Regions from separate parts of the Sus scrofa genome. Here regions 1, 2 and 3 are each linked to region 4. Evidence: chromatin contacts called from public Hi-C and HiChIP or PLAC-seq data. All regions are on one chromosome and are shown on one strand. Each heading gives the region's core, a stretch centred on a gene start, on an enhancer-like site or on the middle of the called end of the contact. The rest is flanking DNA. Distances are from core to core; before and after follow the strand shown. Region 1 overlaps MAML2 (mastermind-like protein 2). Region 2 overlaps MAML2 (mastermind-like protein 2). Region 3 overlaps MAML2 (mastermind-like protein 2). Region 4 overlaps MAML2 (mastermind-like protein 2).

Evidence for each region. A called contact is a pair of places that touch in the nucleus more often than the background predicts. HiChIP or PLAC-seq counts read pairs in DNA pulled down with a chosen protein or histone mark.
Region 1: a contact with region 4 is called in a Hi-C map of liver, with 3 times the contacts expected there. The contact joins two enhancer-like sites. A contact is called at or near these places in 2 of 47 Hi-C or Micro-C datasets (epiblast stem cells and liver) and 1 of 2 datasets of contacts at active chromatin or transcription factors (alveolar macrophages).
Region 2: an H3K27ac HiChIP or PLAC-seq map of skeletal muscle shows a contact between it and region 4, with 3 times the contacts expected there. The contact joins two enhancer-like sites. A contact is called at or near these places in 1 of 47 Hi-C or Micro-C datasets (skeletal muscle) and 2 of 2 datasets of contacts at active chromatin or transcription factors (alveolar macrophages and skeletal muscle).
Region 3: a contact with region 4 is called in an H3K27ac HiChIP or PLAC-seq map of skeletal muscle. The contact joins two enhancer-like sites. A contact is called at or near these places in 2 of 2 datasets of contacts at active chromatin or transcription factors (alveolar macrophages and skeletal muscle).

Annotation. Positions count from the first base shown.
Region 1 is chr9:28,125,526-28,130,385 of Sscrofa11.1, forward strand. The region is part of intron 1 of MAML2 (mastermind-like protein 2); the gene reads right to left. Among named protein-coding and RNA genes, the nearest start is that of MTMR2, 150 kb to the left of the region's middle. Within about 2 kb of position 3,081, at least 30 of the 83 cell types and tissues checked have an H3K27ac peak or open chromatin away from gene starts, as enhancers often do. A contact at or near this core is called in alveolar macrophages and liver, where this site is marked.
Region 2 is chr9:28,077,816-28,082,671 of Sscrofa11.1, forward strand. All of the region lies in intron 2 of MAML2 (mastermind-like protein 2), which reads right to left. Among named protein-coding and RNA genes, the nearest start is that of MTMR2, 110 kb to the left of the region's middle. Within about 2 kb of position 2,101, at least 33 of the 83 cell types and tissues checked have an H3K27ac peak or open chromatin away from gene starts, as enhancers often do. A contact at or near this core is called in alveolar macrophages and skeletal muscle, where this site is marked.
Region 3 is chr9:28,058,479-28,062,973 of Sscrofa11.1, forward strand. All of the region lies in intron 2 of MAML2 (mastermind-like protein 2), which reads right to left. Among named protein-coding and RNA genes, the nearest start is that of MTMR2, 86 kb to the left of the region's middle. Within about 2 kb of position 3,148, at least 7 of the 83 cell types and tissues checked have an H3K27ac peak or open chromatin away from gene starts, as enhancers often do. A contact at or near this core is called in skeletal muscle, where this site is marked.
Region 4 is chr9:28,270,081-28,274,805 of Sscrofa11.1, forward strand. The region is part of intron 1 of MAML2 (mastermind-like protein 2); the gene reads right to left. Among named protein-coding and RNA genes, the nearest start is that of MAML2, 100 kb to the right of the region's middle. Within about 2 kb of position 2,466, at least 38 of the 83 cell types and tissues checked have an H3K27ac peak or open chromatin away from gene starts, as enhancers often do. A contact at or near this core is called in alveolar macrophages, liver and skeletal muscle, where this site is marked.

The sequences.
Region 1 (4,860 bases), core at 1,831-4,330, 140 kb before region 4:
ATGACTGCACAGAGGTAGGAGACACCAAACTACTGGCATAAAACTATCTCAATAATTCTCAAAGTTTGGTCTTTGCTTTGTTTTTTCTTTTTTGGCCTCCCTGTGGCATACAGAGTTCCCAGGCCAGGGATCAGATCCGAGTCACAGCTGCATCCTACGCTACCAGATCCTTTAACTGACTATGCCAGGCCAGGGATCAAACCTGCATCCTGGCGCTGCCCAGATGCTGCCGATCCTGCTGTGCTGCAGCAGGAACTCTCAATCTTGACTTTAAAGTATTTTCTTTGCTAAAGTTTCTCCACCAGATAGATGGCTCTGAAGCATGGTACAGAGTCTCTAAAAGTTCTGTGACAAAAAGGAAATGTTTTAAAAGGAGTAGAGAAGGAACCTAGAGTCATGTCATGAATACCTCACTAGGAAGAATAGTTTGTTAAAAAAATGTGATGCCACCTTACCAGGCCAAGAACAGTCCTAAGGGAAAGAGAATCAACAGAGGAATGAAGACATGACTTTAAACTGAGATGGATGGCGGCTGGACCAGGGAAGTTGTGAGCTCCCAGGACAGACCTTCCAGGGGGCTGAGGAAGGTGGGATGGAGGAGAGCCAAGGTGTAAGGGCAGTGTATATCCTGAAGGCCAGAGGGGCCAAACAACTTCCAGAAAGCAGTTACTACCACTGAAAGGGTAGAGGAAAGGCTCTCCAAAACAAATTTCTCAGCCAGGCCTGACTTACATATTAGGCTGGGGCGGCCAGTGCCCAGGGCCCACAAGAGTCTTAGGGGCCCATGAAAATGTTGCAATTTGAGATGGAAGAAAAACTGAACTTTAAGATTGAGGAGATGTTTTAATATATAACATATATTATATATTAATAAATGTATGTATGATATATATTATATATTATCATTATATATTATAATATCTATAATATTTATCTTTTTTTTTCTTTTTAGGGCTGCGCCCACAGCATACACAAGTTTCCGGGCTAGGGGCTGAATCGGAGCTGCAGCTGCTGGCCTATACCACAGCCACAGCCGCACCAGATCTGTGCCACATCTGCAGCCTACACCACAACTCACAGCAATGCCAGATCCTTAACCCACTGAGCAGGGCCAGGGACTGAACCTGCATCCTTATGGATACTCATTGGGTTCTTTACCACTGAGCCACAACGGGAACTCCCATGGTATTTATCCTGACGTGCATGGTCATAAAGCCGAATTTTTAAAATTCTATAAGGAAGAAGGGACTTTCAAAAGCAAAAGTGCCTAGGAGTTCCCTAGTGGCTCAGTGGATTAAGGATCCAGGGTTGTCACTGCTGTGACACAAGTTTAAACACTGTCTGGGGAACTTCCGGATGCCAAAGGTGTGGCCGAAAAAGAGGAAAAAAAGGAAGAGTGCCTAAGGCCCACCAAAAGCTCTCACCTCAGAACTAAGATGTATGGAATGCTTTTTGTTTGTTTGTTTTTGTTTTTTAGATGGCCGCACACACAGCAAGTGGAAGTTCCAGGGGTAGGGATCAAATGGACGCCTCTGAGCAAGCCGAACTGCTGCAGTCAGATTCCTAACACTGTGCCACAGGGGGAACTCCTTGAATGCTTATTTTAAGACAAGTGCTCTTAAAACAATAGTTGTGTACAGTCCCACTTAATCTTGTCACAACTCTCTGAACATGTATTCTGATCCTCATTTTCTAAGGGAAGAAACAGCAGCTCCTAACATTCAGATTACATAGTGAAGGATACAGAGGCAGGCTGCCAACCCTGGTCTGTCTGGTTCCAAAGTCCTCTTAATCACTAACCACACTGCTTGCTTTCAATTTGCCACATGCCTACACTGTCCTTGACACAGTGGACACGGAGAGCCAAGACAAAAGCAGAGCAGAATGAGGATGTACGGCAGGCACAGGGCGAGGTTAACAGCATTCGGGTCTCATAGGGATGGATGGTGTGGAGACAGTGATGATGTCATTGGTTGGAAGTTGACGGTGAAAGCTCAGGGCATCACCCTCGAAGCTCCAGTATAAGAAAGGAAAGAAGAGTTCCCCGGTGGCTCAGCAGGTTAAGGATCCAATGTTGTCACTGCTGTGGCTCTGGTTACTGCTGTGGTATGGATTCAATCCCTGGTCTGGGAATTTCTGTGTGCCTTGGGGGTGGCCAAAAACAAAATAAGATTTAAAAAAAAAAAAGAAAGGGAGGGGACAAAGGGTCACTTGGTCAGTCAAAAAGATTCACAGAGGGATTCCGGTTGGGGCTCAGCAGTAACAAACCCAACTAGTATCCAAGAGGACTAGGTTCGACCGGGACCTTGCTCAGTGGTTTAAGGATCCGGTGTTCCTGTGAGCTGCGGTGTTGGTTGCAGACATGGTTCAGATCTCGTGTTGCTGTGGCTGTGGCATAGGCTGGCAGCTGCAGCTCCGATTCGACCCCTGGCCTGGGAACCTCCATATGCTGCAGGTATGGCCCTAAAAAAATGAGGAAAAAAAAAAGATTCACTGAGTATGCAGAGAGGATTCTGAACTATACCTTATCCAAAGATCCCTGGCAGGAGAGAAAATATGGAAACAGCTAAGCCAGTGGGAAAACATAAGGGCTTCAAATGAGTGCTACTTCTCAATAGTTACACTTTTCCCATCACCTGGCTGGACTGAGAAGCACTTTTTGTTTTGTTCAACAAACCTGCACCCCCAATTATCACATTTAATCTGTGAGATTATGCATCTAACATCCCCTTCTCTAGCCGTCCAAGGAAAAGACTTCTTTGGGGAAAGATTTCAGCACAGCAAGTCTAGCCTGGTTTGCAAATGACACAGGAATCGCTATACTTTCCTTCGCTGAGATCCAGCAGACTGCTTCTTTTCCCTCTCGGCCTTGTTCTGACTCTGCTATTTGAACACCTCGACTCTATGCGAGCGAGGCCTGCAGTCTCCACTGGGGGAAGGCGTAGGCCTGAGCAGGACCCAGACACAGTGGCCTGCCCGCCCCAAGGGCCACGGATGGAGGTGCCAAGAAACCTATGGACAAGGAAAAGCTGACACACAGTGGCATCGGGGCTGGAGTCCCCTGGTAAACTCTCCTTTTTAAACAGCTGTGCTGTCCTCTTCCAAAGGACTCGAAACATAAACTTCCTGGAGGGATCTGAGAACACCATTATTGCACAATCCACTGCTTTCTGTTTCTTTCCCTGCCCCCAACCCTTTGCACAAAATAAATGCATTCTTTGTCTCCAGTGCTGCCCTAGAAACAGGGAATATGCCACACAAAGGTAACAATTCACTCCATAGGTCACATTTTTTCTCCCTCAAGATTTCTGTCTTTCTCAATAAGACATAAACATGGGAACCAAATTTACCACTGCTTAGATGCTCAAAAGATCATCTATAAACTTTCCGCAGGCCACTTTACTCATGGATGATTAGAGAAACGGTTGAGGATAGATAAAATGAGAAAAAGATCAACACCCCCCCAATCATTTATGACTCTTGATTTGATTCTTGAAGTGAAATGTCTGAGATCCTGAAACAGTAAATCCAGGTTCATCACAGTACTTGAAGGTAAGAATAATCCTTTCCCGGCTCTCCTGCCCCCAAACAAATGAGGTGGGGTTTTATGGCTTTCACTGAAGATATCAAAAAGCTCCTACTTCGTATTTGGCCTTTGCAGAGTTCTGAGCTTCTCTGTATTGCTTCCCTGTATTGCAAAGTATTGTTGTTTTCTGTCCATATAGCAATTAGATTTGCCCAACTAGATTTTTAAGCCCTTTGAACATGGGCTCTGCATCTTATACTTGACTAGTTCCTTTCAGTACTTGCCACAATGCTGGGCGTATTCTAGATGTTCAAATAGTAGCTGGCTAGATGATCTCAGTCCTTGGGAAGCTGGACCCTTCTAACTACTGAGCAGAAAAACAATGGTCAGGAGAAGGCTGTGGCAAATATTTTCATATCCAATTCACAAGTAATTTAATGGTTCCACTAGAGTGATCACTTTCTTCTGACCCCTGAAGCCAAGGAACGAGAAGCCCTGCAAACCGGAACCACGTTGCCATCCTCATAAACCAAGTGTGAAGGCGTATGCCAAGCTCTGTGATGGACTCCAGGTGGTGCTGAGCCTCCTGAAGGGCTGCCAAAGCCAGGATGCGATACTAAGCCCCTCCTGACTCCATGCCCTAGGTGAATGAAGCCACTGCAGCTGTGAGGAAGTTGGGTATACTTCCTATAGGATTTCTCAGAAACTTCCACGTTTACTCCTTCAGAATAATGTACTGTGTGTGTGTGTGTGTGTGTGTGTGTGAGAGAGAGAGAGAGAGAGAGAGAGAGAGAAGGTGTCAGGGAAGGCTTATTAGATCTATCTGGAAAAGTTCTTCCATAATTTTGTTCCATAATGTCTGGACTCTGAGAAATGTGACGATTTAGGACCACAAAAAAGTTTTTTTTTTTTTTTAATGAAACCAAAGATGAAGTTTTAGATAGAAGCAAGATCACCACAAATTCAGGATCTTTGTAAAGAAAACAAAGGCAACACACTGTCCTCCTAAAGACATTAAATGCCAAAAGGTCTCACATTCAAAACTTCTTGAATGCTTCCCTGCCCCCTGCTTGCTGTCACGGCTGCCTGTGGAAGAGGAACTGGATGAGCTGGACTTTGCCTTGGAAACACACTCCTCATTACAGGCCTGAGGGAGGGCATTTCATGGCAGCCTTTTCTCAGTTTACACATATCTACTCCTTCCTGTTGAAGAACCTTCTGAGTTTATCATCAACTAGCAAAACATTCAGTGAGGGAAAAGGGACGAGAACCCGAGCCACAACCTCTAAGAGGTAGTCGCCATGTTTTATTTATTTATTTATTTATTTTATTTT
Region 2 (4,856 bases), core at 851-3,350, 190 kb before region 4:
ACTATGTGGGGTTCTTAACCTGCTGAGCCACAATGGGAACTCCTAAACTCAAATTATTTTGTCCATCCATCTACCCATCCAGTCTACCAAAGATCCAGCATTTATTCAGAGTCTACAAATGTGCCAAGCATTGTGCTAGATACAAGAAATATACAAGGTCCTTTCTCTTAACTAGCCCCCATATTTTATGGAACTAAGAGATATATATTGATTATTTAGTAATAATAATAATAGTGGTCAATATTTCTTAAATACCAGATACTATGTTAAGCCCTTGACATTCATCTTCTCATTTAATCCTTAGCAAGAAAAAAGTAGATATTCTATATATTTTGCAGACAATGAAAATGAGGTACAGAGAGGTTGCCTCAAAGTTATAGCTCCAGTGTGGAGTTTGAACTCAGGCAGTCTGACCTAAACAGTACATCATTTACTGTGGTGTGCACCTTGATAATAGTTAGCTGTTATTAATATTTACTAAGCTATTTTCACATGGAAACAAATAAGGGAATCAGAAGCCCATCTCCTCTTTGCCACACCTTAGTGCCTCAGATTTAATCCGCTTCTGCCCAGTCTTTACTAAACATGGCCTTGACCACCAAAAGCTTCATACAACCATCTTCTATGAAGGCGCTCTTGGCTCCCCATCTCCTACGATGCCTGAAAGCCTGCCAATTAAAATCCGAGTTAACAAGCAACTACCCAGGAGCAATCAGGATAACCAGGGATATAGTGAAGGGCCAAAAAAAAAAAAAGCAAAAATTTACCTGGATCTCTCTGTGTATCAGACTTATTCTTTCTCCAGAGAAGGCATTAGCTACTCTCTGAGCCAACCTAACCAGCTTCCTCTCCCGGTTCTGAAGGCCTTGGCTCACAGTTGGGCAAAAGTGAGAACTGTGACATTTTCTGTCTCCAATGATTCCCTTTAGAAACCAGATTACGAGACAAAATAATGTCTTTGAAGTGACAAGCACTGTGCCTGTCACTCAATAAACCACAGCTATTATTATTCTTTCTATGTTGCCTGCAAAATGTTGAAAATTATCAGAAAGGCGGACACCTCAGTGGCTTTAGCACCTAGTATATCCTTTTTAATCATAATCTCCGTATGTCTGTCAGGAACATTCGTTAGGTACGCACTGGGTGGGCTGCGGGGTAGCAGAGGCAATAAAGAGATCCTTCAGGTCCTTCGGGATGCTTCTGACACACTTAGGAACACAGGCTGGGAAATCTAAAGGTGCCTCACAAACCCTTACCAAGAGCACCTGCCACGTAGCAATTTCCAGCTTTCCTAGTCTCCTCCAGGAAGGGGGCTGACTGGTCTGCAGAGGAAGCTTGCTATTATTAATACTGACTAAGCTGTTTCCACGTAGAGATAAATAAGGGAATCAGAAGTCAATCTCCCCTTGGACACACCCCATCACCTCAGATTTAACTACTCCACTCTGCTTCTCCAGACTTCCCTAAACATGGCCTTGACCGGCAGCCAACCCAGCTCAGTCCTAAACCTTTGGTCAGGAGGAGAAACCATAATGCTGGACTGTGATACTTTTCTGTTCACCAGAGTGGATTTAACTACTCCACTCTGCTTCTCCAGACTTCCCTAAACATGGCCTTGACCAGCAGCCAACCCAGCTCAGTCCCAAACCTTTGGTCAGGAGGAAAACCCATAATGCTGGACCGTGACTCCTTTCTGTTCACCAAGGACTGTCCGCGTCTGGCCTGTCTGGATCTCGGGACCCAGGCCAGTTTCCTACTCTGGGATTTCCTTCGACTCCTAAAAGAACAAAGAAATTCTCCCTGTATTCCACTTCCAGAGAGGCTCAGGTCTCTCTGAAGATTCAGGACCTAGCCTAGATTTTGAAATCTTGAGCTCTTGTGCTTCTTTGACCAGGATGAGTCCCAGAGCCAAAAATAATGCGGGACAAAAGATCTCAGGAAAAGGCCCACGTTGGGTCATGGGCTTGTCTGGCCTGGAAGTCCGGGCTGAGGCTTAGGGGCTGGTCTGTCGGAGACGTGGACATCAAAGGACGGACAAACCCGAACCCCACTCAGTTCATTCAGCAAACATTTACCAAGCAGGTACTGTGCTATACCCCGTGGGCGGCAAGTTGACAAAGACAAGGTGCCTTCCCTTGAGGAATTCAGAGTCATTTATGGTTCATGTAACATCAAACACAGCCATCAGTTTCTCAGAAAAAAACAAAAACAAGAACAAAACCCCACCACATTGATTCTCAAACTCTCGCAGTAGAAATGCTCAGTTTCCTCTAGCCCAGAGTTCTAAAATGTCTGACTCAATGAAGAAAAATGCCATCAACTGCCACCAGAGCCTCCCCAAATGAGAATTCTGTAGCAGAGTGATCCTGATTATCTCAGAAATCCCAGGCAGAAATGGAAGCAATATAAATAAACATAAAAGAAAATAGAGGTGCTGTAACACAACTATAAATTGCTTTTCTCCCCGACTTTCTTCCAATCATCCAGGGCAAAAGAGGGAAGTTGGTCTCTGTGGCAGAGAATAGACCAGCAGCTGTTCTATATCCTGCCAAGAGGAGAGAGACTTCTTATAAATAATAGCCAACAATATGTCCTCTGGGACCAGAGATTCAGCCAGTTGGAGGGGGGGAGGGCGGAGGGGAGAGGGAGGGTTAATGGGATGGGGGGTGACCGACACAGCAGAGGGCGAATTAGGAGAAACCCTATCAAATTTTCCTGTGTACTTATGTTTCTATTACCTCATTAGGGTGATTACATAATGCCACTCCATTTATAAACTGCAAGGGAAGTAAGGGCAGCATCCTCATTAGCAGAGGCTGATGCGAGACATTAACATACCAGGCAGTCATGTGGGCAAACAATGAAGATGTTCGCAGAACATCTTTTCTTTCTCTCTTCATCGCTTTGGTATTTTGTCTGCTCCTTCCCTCCCTTTAGCCATATATGTGGATCTGTGGCTCAGACCTGAAGCCGACCACGTGGGCGCCCTCGTATTGAGAGCGCTTCATGTGAGAGAGGTATGGCATCGCTTTTACTGCTTTATGCTCTATTAGGAGGGAGAAAAAAGAACCATCTTAGAGCCATGTAGGGGTCTCTCCTTGAAAACTCCACAGAGGGCTTCCAGCCAGATGCAGACTGAAGTTCGGAAATGTCTTACTTCCTAGGAGCTTTTTCCACTTTTCCTGGACTCTGACTTGTCCTGATTCGAAGTTATAGCTCTAGATGGGGATATTTTGAGGGGCTGCTGTTTCTGGATATAGTACTAATTTGCATCTCAATTTTAAAAAGAGCTCACTCGGACAGTAAAATTCACTAAGTAATATTTAATAAAAGAGGACACTGAGTCCCTAAAAGGTGAAACAACTGGCTCAGATAATCAGAGGAGGAGCCCAGGCTGGAAGCCAGCATCAACAGGAGTTCCACAGAAAGGGACTGTAATTTACAATTTCTAAGAGAGGTTGGATTGAGTGTCTGCTTTACCATGGACTCATCTAATGAGGGGATGGTGTGGGCCACGAGGGGGTGTTAGGTAGAGACTGATCTTTTCACGGTCCCTTGGAGGAAGAATTAGCTGTTTAGCTTATATTTATGTCTTATATGTGGTTTTAATTTGATATACCACCTTTTATTCTTACATAACACTATTTCATCTCTCTCTCTCTTTTCCTTTTCTCTTATATTATCTCTGGCTTTAATTTCGGGCACTCCCAAATGCATTATTGCAAAGTTATCCTTTTTCTGAAGGTGAGCACTTATTTCACGTTTGTTCTTATGATTGGAAAACTAGGTGAAAAGTCCAGGGGATCTAGCACTGTGCAAGAACAGGAAGGGGTATCTATATTCAGATTAGGAAGAAAATAAATGGAAACATTTGGACTGCAAACAATAAATCAGGGACATTGGGCACTTTACCTGGGGCTTGGGAAATACTATTGACTTAAATTAGCAATCTTTCTCTTCATTAAGGTATACTGTTCCATTTGTTTTCTCTTCACATTGTTTTTGGTTACAGTATCTTAACTATCCAGCAGATGGCATCTGCTTCAAAACGCTCATAAATTCCATTTACATTTCAAGACAAACAGGATACTAATACACTGAAGTCTTAATCGACTTCTACATTTAATACCTAGAAAAGGCTGCTAGAAACATACTTAAGGATACACAATTAATTCCCTCTGGGGAGGTAAGAGTCATTGTTTTTTCTTGCCAAGCCCATGGCAGCATCATGGATACTAGGAAAACCTCAGTCATTTGAAAGGAAACATAATCAGAATTAAACCCAGAAGCTCTCTTTAAAAACCTATTACTTTAGTGACTTTCAGCACCAAACAAGAGCTGAGTATTAAAGGCAAATTCAGAAAAAAACAAAGCTAATCTCAAACCTCCTCTAAGGGAGGTTTTGCTCTTCTAGAAGGAAAAAAAAAAAAAAAAAAAAAAAGCGGTGGTGGTAGAGGGGAGCCAGCCCCTACAAGAAACAAGAAGTGAATGAATACACAAAGCTTTATGGATAGTTACCACACAGAGCCTTCTTTACTGTGTATGAAGAGATGGGTGTGATTGAATGACTTCTAACATTTAATGACACCTTTGCTCCAGTGCTTTGTAAAGCTCACACATGAATACACTGATCCATTTCCAGATGATCCTGGGGGCCCCATCCTTTTGTGTCAAGCACAAAGAAAAAGGAGAGAGAGGGAGAGACAGAGACAAAGAAACAGCCCATGTAACCAAGCTCCGAACATGATTTAAACAACCAACTTAGTAAACATCAATCTTAGGATGTGTTATGTGAAATGGAGTCATACTCCAAAAGAAATGTTGGCTACATTTAAAAGATCACTTGGTCTAAAGAA
Region 3 (4,495 bases), core at 1,898-4,397, 210 kb before region 4:
TGAAAATAAAAACACTTTAGAAAGGATTTTAACGCAAATCTTTTCTTCCCTTTTTTTCTTATCCTCCCCTACTGTTGGCCAATCCCTGAATTTTAATCTCTTTTGAGAAAGAGCAATGTTCCTTATAACTATTTTTTATTAAACTAGACTAAGTAGAAGCATTGAATCCATTTTATTTGATGCATTTTATAAGGTTTTAATTGTCATAATTTCAGTTAAACGGTTCAACATCCCAAACACTCTAGTCCTTTAAGTGACCTAAGGGGAACAGGTCTCATAAGGATGTATAATAACATAATGAACACTTGTAAAGCCAGAGTTTTAGATTCTTTGTATCTGATGACTAACACACTGGATCCAAGAAGCACAGACTCTGACCTCCATCTCCTTGTTCTTTTGTTGCTTCTGAACCAACACAGGCAGCCAGCTAGGGCAGTTGGTCAAATACTTTGATGTTGTGTGTGTCTGTTTGTATGTAATTTCTTCTGGTTGAAAACTTTGATAAGAACATTTGTTATTTATTAAACCCTTTAATTAAAAGCAATTCTGTCAGCTTACTATAAACATCCTTCCCACTTAATGCAAAAAAGCTTTGTGGTAATAGAAAAGTAATAAGAAAAATCCTGAAACATTTCAAGGTCTGTCTGGAATTCCTTATGCCCAAATTATTTTTCAGTACTTTGTTTAATATTCGTAATAGTTTAGGCATAATGGGAAATTTTAAAGACATAGGCTAAGGAAAAAATTGGTGCTATTTCTCAGCACTGGCCTCAGATCAACCATCATGAACTTAAGGTCAGATATTTGTCTAGTTGACATGTCAGGGGATCAAAGTCTTTGGTTCGATCATATAGGGCCAGTTAGTTTGCCCAAGACCCTGGTCATTCTAACTACGTGGCTTTCAATATACGCCCTGCATCACAAAGGGACTCTATAGGCATGTACGGGAGGTTCAGTTTAGAAGTTCAAAAGGATCCTCTGCTTTTTTGAATGACCCGAGCTCTCCTCACAGGGAAAAGGAATGAAATTAAGAACAGCCTCTTATCATCATTGTGTATGGAAAGGTACCATATGGAAAGATACCTAGAGGAAGTGGAGTCCAAATTTAACCACCAAAGAAGGAAACGCATTTGCATAACTACTACAAAGAAAAAATACTGGAATCTTAGGACTGTGTGCCAGCCTGTAAGGAGGCAATCAAGATGAGTGCAAAAGAAGTCAGGAAAAGGTAGGCTGACCATCATCAGTGGGAGGCAAGCGAAAAATAAACAAAACTAGACCAGAGGAAAGCTATTAGAAGCCAAATATAAGTAATTCAGATTATAAATTTTGAAATGGAATATCTAAATAAAGTAGTATGTGTTTTAGGCATGCCCATTATTTTCTTGTAACACTCTCTTTTGGAACAGTTTGCTCTGCCTAGGTCAATCAAATTCCTGTTTTTTTTAGAGTGTGGATTCTATGGAAGACAGGCAGGTTGAGTCTGTCAGTTGTTGGCTCCTGGACCTGTAAGGTCACATGGAGTAAGAGCTAGCATTCTGGTAACCCAAAGCTCTTGCAGCTGAAGTTATTGGGCAAAAGAAACTAAGATCCTCCTTGAGGGAAGAATGAAGAGAGAGGATGAGATCTCAGTGAGAAATACAGAGATGGCTACTGTAACTTTCTTTTTGCTTGAATCTTAGTATCCTCCCAACATTGGGTTCTCTAAGACTCCACTGTATCCATCCAGAAAATCTTTTATTCAAGGGAGGTTGAGGAGATTTCCATTCCCTGAAATTCAAACACTGTCTCACACACAGAGATGAGAGGGAGACAGACAAACTTGGAATCAGATGACCTGAGCTTCAGCTATGTGACTTGGGCAAAATACATAATCTTCTGGTCTGTGGGTTCCGCATCTGTGAACTAAGAATGACAATATATACTTTTTAGTGTGACTACAGGGATTAAACATGAGAAAGTCTAAAAGTGTGCCTGGCATGCAATGGGCTTTCAGAAAATGGAACATGTGAAAACAAGTAATGAATGGGTATGGTCCTTTTTTTTACTTTACCACAATGTGATATCCAACTACATGGAATTTTGAGGAAAATACAGCGATTTCTTTGAGGTGCTGCACATGCGGTTCTATTGTCAAGCAGGCAGGTGACAAAAAAATCCCTCATCTCATGAGTGGCTTAAGCCCCTAGAGTGATTTCAAACACAGATAATCACAAAAAGCTGGGTTTAAGATAATCCTGTCTACAGTATGGGGCCATCAAAACAACATGGTGTGTCTTGAGTGGACACACCAGCCCTTTCGCTTTACTCTAGAGGGCTTTATTTCCTCTCACAATTAAGATTGACTTGTCACTCTTTCATCCTGAATGTTTTTAGCACCACACTGTACAGGAATATGGTGAAAAAGAACATACAATAACCATCGACTCACAGCTCCTGGGAGTGGCCCGGTCACCACCACAATCACACGATTGGAGGGGAGGGTAGGAAAATGTCAGGTATAGAAGACAAGATGTTCAGTGTACACAACAGGATTGCAAATAGGGGTGCACGGTGACCTTAGGTAATACTAAATGATAAGCTCATGGTTAGGGAGATTAGATCTCAAAGAGTTGACGATAGCCAATATTTTGTAATAATGGTAAATGGAAAGTAACCTTTAAAAATTATATAAAATTATATAAAAAATGAATTCTTGGTTAAAAAAAAGGATTTGAAAATATGTTGAATCATACAACTATTTAAAATTGGAGATTTAATCAAGCAGTTCCATTGTGTAAAAATAACTAGCGTCAAGACGCTTACGATTAAAAAAAAAAAAAAAAACCCTGAAAATCGTTAGCTCCAAATAATGCTTACTGTCCTGAATTCTCTAGGAGGAGTAGTCTGTTTCTAACACTCAGGTGTGCTGCTGCCTGGTGAACCAAGGTGAAACATCTTCTGTGACAGTTACAAGCGCCAAAGGCTTTTCTCCCTCTAGCTTCCATTCCCCTGTTCAGAGGTCTGTAACCCTAGACACGGAGCACCATCTTAGATAAGTGAAAATGGAGTGGATAGTTTTGAACCTGATCCATCTTGGAAATCTGATCTGAGTCTGAGAACACGGCCTAGGTTGTTCCTGAGCTGTACTTGTGAGCCAATGGCCCTGGGCTCCTGCCAGGCTCACTTTCTGCCCAATCCCCAGATGCATTCTGGGATGTGTCTGCCCACAAGGAAAACTTTGGCTTGTTTTTCTTCACAGCAACGAATGCCTCAGAAAAACCTTCGGCTTTGCAGTTTCCCTGCTGCCTTTAAACCTGTAAAGCTAAAAGCCACACCCACCATAAAATAAGAATAAATGCTCCTTTCTCCTTTTAAAAATGACTGGTGGCTATGAGATCTTTGGCTAACCTTGTCCAAAAGTCCAGGTGTTCTCTTTGCCCTCTCTCTTTCATATACACACGCAGGCATGATGAGACAAACACACTTGCACACAGGGGCAAGATGGCTACAACTTTACTTGATAACTGCTTGCAAATTCAGCCTCGTTACTGAAGCATGTGTCTGTAGCTGGTTGGTGACCATGGAAAACCAATAAATACTTAAAGAGGTCCGCAATCAGGGAGCAAAGAAATGTAGATTGATACTACAAGTTCTGAGTTTTAAGGCTGCCACCAGTCATCTAGGGCAATTCCCAGAGGACATGCAAAACCGGAGAGAGCAGCAACACACAGCTGGTCAGAGGCAGCCATTCTCTGGATGTTTTCTTCTACAGGGAGTTGTATTCAAAGGCGGTTCATCCATGGAGTTTGGATGCATTACCATCTAGGACTTTTTTTCTCACTGGGCACTCAGAGCCTTGTTTCTATTTTCTTGACTGTTACTTGTTTATTTCAAGGCTCACAACCTGTCTCTTGATATTTTAACTCCCGATCCTGATAGTGACCAAATATCCCAAGACACAGTGCTGTTAACAGTGTGAAGAAGATCATTAGATATAGATTAAAATTAGTCAGGGTGGGCCAGTGACAAAATGCACTATATTAACACAGTAAAGAAAATATATGTTCCTTCTATCATAATTAGAATAATATTGCAATATGCTGGTGTTCATATTTTATCTGTAAAATTATGAAGCAGTCATGTAAATATTAGGAATTTTAATAAATATGTACCTAACATAAAAAGGAAGGAATCTGAGACAACATATTCCAAACTGAATTCTATGGAATTCTAATGTTTTGTGCATTATTAATATGTGTTCCATGCGGAAAACACACATTAGAAAATAATGAATTAGATAGGTGTTTTGTTTTGTTTTGTTTTACTGTGAGACTTAGCAACAGCTATATTATGTTGGTACATATTATGAATCTTCATTGTTTCTTATACTTCTTTGGCCACAGAGCCATGTGTACGTGTGGGGTAACAGATTTTGCATAATCCATTTGGTATATATTCTCTTTAACTCATTCTAGGAATGCTTATTTAAGTGAAAGTGTGAAATGGATTAATA
Region 4 (4,725 bases), core at 1,216-3,715:
AAAGCCAAACAAAAGCTAACAGTCTGTGCCTTAGAATGCTAAATCACCATTAAAACAAACCATTTGGAAAACTCGATTAGCTGTTCAATTTTATACTGTGCTTATTCTTTCCCCATGTTTTCCTTACAGCCAAAAACAAAAAAATAGAAAATTTGGTTTGTTTTTCACAGTATTAAAAAAAAAAAAAGCTGATGAACTGTCTGTGTCAGTGTTATATATTTAGTGGACTTATTATTATTTTTTGCAATGCTTTGGCACAGCTCAATTTTAAATGCTATTACCACATTATAATCTGGCAAAACCCATTGTTCCAAATAATGCCCTGATGTACAAATGAGTCTTCCTCCCAAATAAAAACTGCCAAGAGAAAGGTACTGGTATAATGTATAAAAATGAAAAGTCTCATCGACACAGAATAACTATAAATTTCACTTCAGAGGCATAAGCTATATACACACAAACTAAAAAAAAAGTTATAATTAAGATGTCTAATTCTCCTGAAATAACACTCTAATATATAATAATTCACTGTGGGCTATGTAGGCAGCCTGGATCAAACAGCATCTCCCTACACAGTGAACTAGAAACACTATTAGACTCAAATGGGTTGAAATATTTCTGCCACTGTTTTCAGAACATGAAGATAAATACTGTATGCCTGGTCACAAGATTCTGGAATCATTTTATCACCAATGCCATAAATTGGTGTGAAGTAAAGTTTTTATAAAAAGTTTTAATAAGGGTGTGTGTCTTCTATAATTTACCATGTTTTCCTTAGCTCTGCCTCAGGATAACAGTACACATGGTCTTTCCAACTTAAGGGTTGCTTTAGTAGAGACACCAACGATGAAATGAGGAGTTAACTAGCTACTAGACGATCCTTCTGAGGAGATAAATGTATGGCTTTTCTTTCCAGTATCTATTGGGAAGCCTTTTTGAAACAATGCTGATGACACTCTCATTAGCGCTAAGGGTGGGAAACACTGTCCTTTGGGGTCTGGATCTCTGTCTGACAATAAAACAGGTATTGCCCCTTAATGTTTGCTGCCTGAGTCAGAGTTCTTGGGACAGTCGTCGTTGTAAAGGTCAACATAAGAGCAAGATCCAAACCCTTCATTTCCTGCTGGGATCCCATAAACAACACCAGTACACAGAGCCAAACCAATGGGCACTTGGTTTGTTTCAGGTTAAGTTTGTGGAATTTTCTGAAGCTCTAGTTTGCTTTGTTTAATCATTTTAGAAATTATGTAGGTATCATGCTGGTTTAAAGTAGTTCATTAGGTCTATTTTTGGACATGTTTGGCTTCAGTTACAACATAGATATTTGGGTTTTGTTGTTCACTTCAGAGTGCAGCTCCTTCTGGCTTTTGGCTATGACTCCTTGGTTTATGGCCTTGCTATTGGTGCCCATATGAGTGTGATTGAGCAGAAAGCTGCAGCTCATCACCACCCTGGCCACAGAAACTTCTGTGCCCCGAAGGAGTTAGTTTGCTCTTTGTTTTGAGGAGGACTCAATAACAACGCAAGCACCAGACCAAGAGTTTTTAGGATGTATGCACTCCCCAACTTTCTATTGCTTGTTCTAAAATTATAAGACTTCACGAAGAAAAGTAGCTTACTTCATATTATATTTATGAAAAGGTATAAAAGTCTCAATGTTTTCAGTCTTCCTGAAGCTGTTTACTTGAGTACTCTGTGAAGAAAAAAAGATAGGAAAAAAAAGTTCTTAAAAATCTCCAGGGATTTTAAAAAAGCCCATTTACCCGTATTTTGCAACGGCCCTGGTTGTGAAATCATCAGGCTGAAAAATACTGGAGGAGCATTGAGGGTGGATTTTAGTGACAAGATTTCCTCAAGGCTGCAGACAAACCAAATTCATTAAAAGAAAGAAACAGAAGTGGTAGATTTCATCATAAAATGGGGAAAACATTTTCCAGCTGAATTATGGATACAGCACAGAACACAGTTGTTTCAGTTTTTAAAACCTCGGTTTCTACAGGCTGTAACAGAACATTTCAATTGGCTCACTTCATGAAAGCCATCTGCACCTGCTCACAAAACAGCTTAAAGAAAAAAATCTGCACGAAGGAGTTTAACTTATACGACAATAAGGAATAGCCTCTGGTACACACACACACAAAGGAGGAGCGGTATGAAGCAAGGGGTATCATAATTTTTTTAAACTACCAATAAATAATCATCTAAGATCAGCTTACAGCATTATTTCAGTTTTACCTGTGGCAGCTCCACTTGCCTGTTCTGGTTGTATGTTAAAAGTTAGGCGATTAAAATTCAATTATGTGGGGTTTTCTTTTATGTAGCCTAGGGTTGAATGAATTACTGGCAGGAAACTTTAGCTCATGAATTCAATCAAAAATCCTTTCATTTGTCAGAGCTGCTTCCTGCCCTTCTCCTTTAAACATCTGCTTCTCCAGTTCAGGGAGAAAACACACAAACACACACACACATATACACACACACACACTCCCTCCCTCCCTCCCTCTCCCTCTCTCTCTGTTAAAATAATAAGCAATCACCAAAACTTCCCTTGCAAAAGTTACAGATTCTCTCTTAAACACACACTTGCTCCCAGTAGAGTTTATTTAATATATCTTTAATAGCTTCCTTGTATTCCTCTCTTCCTTTCCGCTTTTAAATTCTGGAAAATCTCAAGCTGACAAAAGAAGACATTTTAAAAATGCGAACCTTCGCAGGGATAAACCCCAGCCAGCCTCCAGGCCAATGGGATGGAGGCAAAGCAGCCAGGAGGTGGGGGTGGTGGGGGGAAAGGGGCTGGCTGTCGGGAATTGCTTGCACTCCTTAAATGGCTGGCACTTCCTGCCAGAAAAGGCCAGCTCTGCACAAACAGAAATAGAGTGGAAAGAAAACAGGAGGTATTGCTCAAGTTCAAAACAATCTGCGCGTGTCCACACTACAAGCGGGACACCAGCCGCGCAGCTCTGGCCTTGCCAGAGCATCACCTGAGAAGCCCACATCCCTTTCTCAGCAGCCTTAGACTCATGTCTACCCCACGCCGCCAGGAAGGCAAACCCAGATGTTAAAATTAGGAGGAAAACTTAAAGTGCCTTCTGAACAGCCAGGCTTCTCTGAGCATGACCCAAATCCTTTAGGGGTCCCAGAGCCCTCCTTCTGCATGGATGGACTTCTCTTTGGGAAACTGACTTGGGGCAGATCTCAGTGCCTTATTCTTTCTCCTGAAAATCTTGTTCCTTCCTCTAGAGAAGTCTGAGTGAAGATTAGTTAAAACTTGGGGGCTGTACTGCCTAATGATCGAAACCCTATTAAAAGATCTTTTAAAATATTATCACTATTTTTGAGAATCTCAAATATAAATCCTAGAGGGAAAGACATCTGTTTTAAGAATCCTACCTAGAACTTACAAACATTTTAAACTGTACAAAATGATGATGCTTTAATAAGACATGGTACATAATACAACCAGCTGTTGTATCATGGAGAAGCATTAAGAATGTTTTCATATCTAAGTTATGCTCGTAATTCTAAAAGTAGATAAAGAAGCTTCCGGTTATTTTACCCTTCATATTCGTATGGATAGAAAAATTTGACCTACAATGATTAGAAATTACTGGCATCCCCAAAGCTACTACAATCAATACATTCATAATTCCTACATGTTGTAATGATTCACCCTTAAATTTTTTAAATAAATGGGTTATGCGGCTAAAGCCATTTATTGTTATGTTAATAGCAGTAATAACAAGAGCTAATATTTCTGAGCACTCGCCATGTGCCAACTGTGATACAAAGTTCTTTACATGCATAATTTATTGTAATCTCCACAACCCAGTGTAGAACTATGATTATGCACATATGAAGAAATAGCGATTTAGATCATTAATTTGCCATAGGTCAGAGAGTTAGTATGTAGCAAAGCTGCGACTTGTACCCAACAGCTGGACTGTCAGTGCATACACACACCGTTCAACCACCCATCCATCCATGCAATAAGAAACACCTATTATCTGGAAGATACAGTCAATCAAATGAGATAAGATATACCCAAAACATTTTTAAAACTGATACATCAGTTCTACCCAACTGAAACATAAGGAACAGAGTATATCTTAAAAGGTCAGATGTCAGATTAAAACACACACATACTGAATTGTAGAATCAATACATAGTACCAGAAAAAAATAAATCCAAGTCCATGAAACTGCTATCAACAAGAAATCCAATACTCCTTCGACATATAAAATCTATCATTCAAGGTATTTCTCAAAAGACCAATTTTTCATTGAATTTTCCACAGAATTTTCAAAAATAAATCCAGGGAACATTTGGGAATAGCAAGTTTCCAAAACAAAACGTGTATAGCTAGATTAGTTTGTCAGTTTTGCCATTTTCTCTTTCAGTGGAAAGTTCATTGGACAAATTAAAATTTCACCCCAGACAGGATGTGAGAATGTTTTTGCAAATCACAACTTTCGGTATATTAATGCCATGTGAAAGTTTTCTTTCCCAAACAAGAACCCACATGAAACTTGGCTATTAAACCTTAAATAAACCTTTTTTACATACCTATAAGCCTCAAATTGAAATTACCTATAAATGGATTTTCAGATTTCTTTTTAGTTTAATTCCTGGGTGTGCGGGGCAAAAGGTTACATCCTTTAAATAAACTTCTGTTTGGGGCTAAAACCATATCCTCATTTTGAGGTTTCAACTGAAATGCATCAAGTT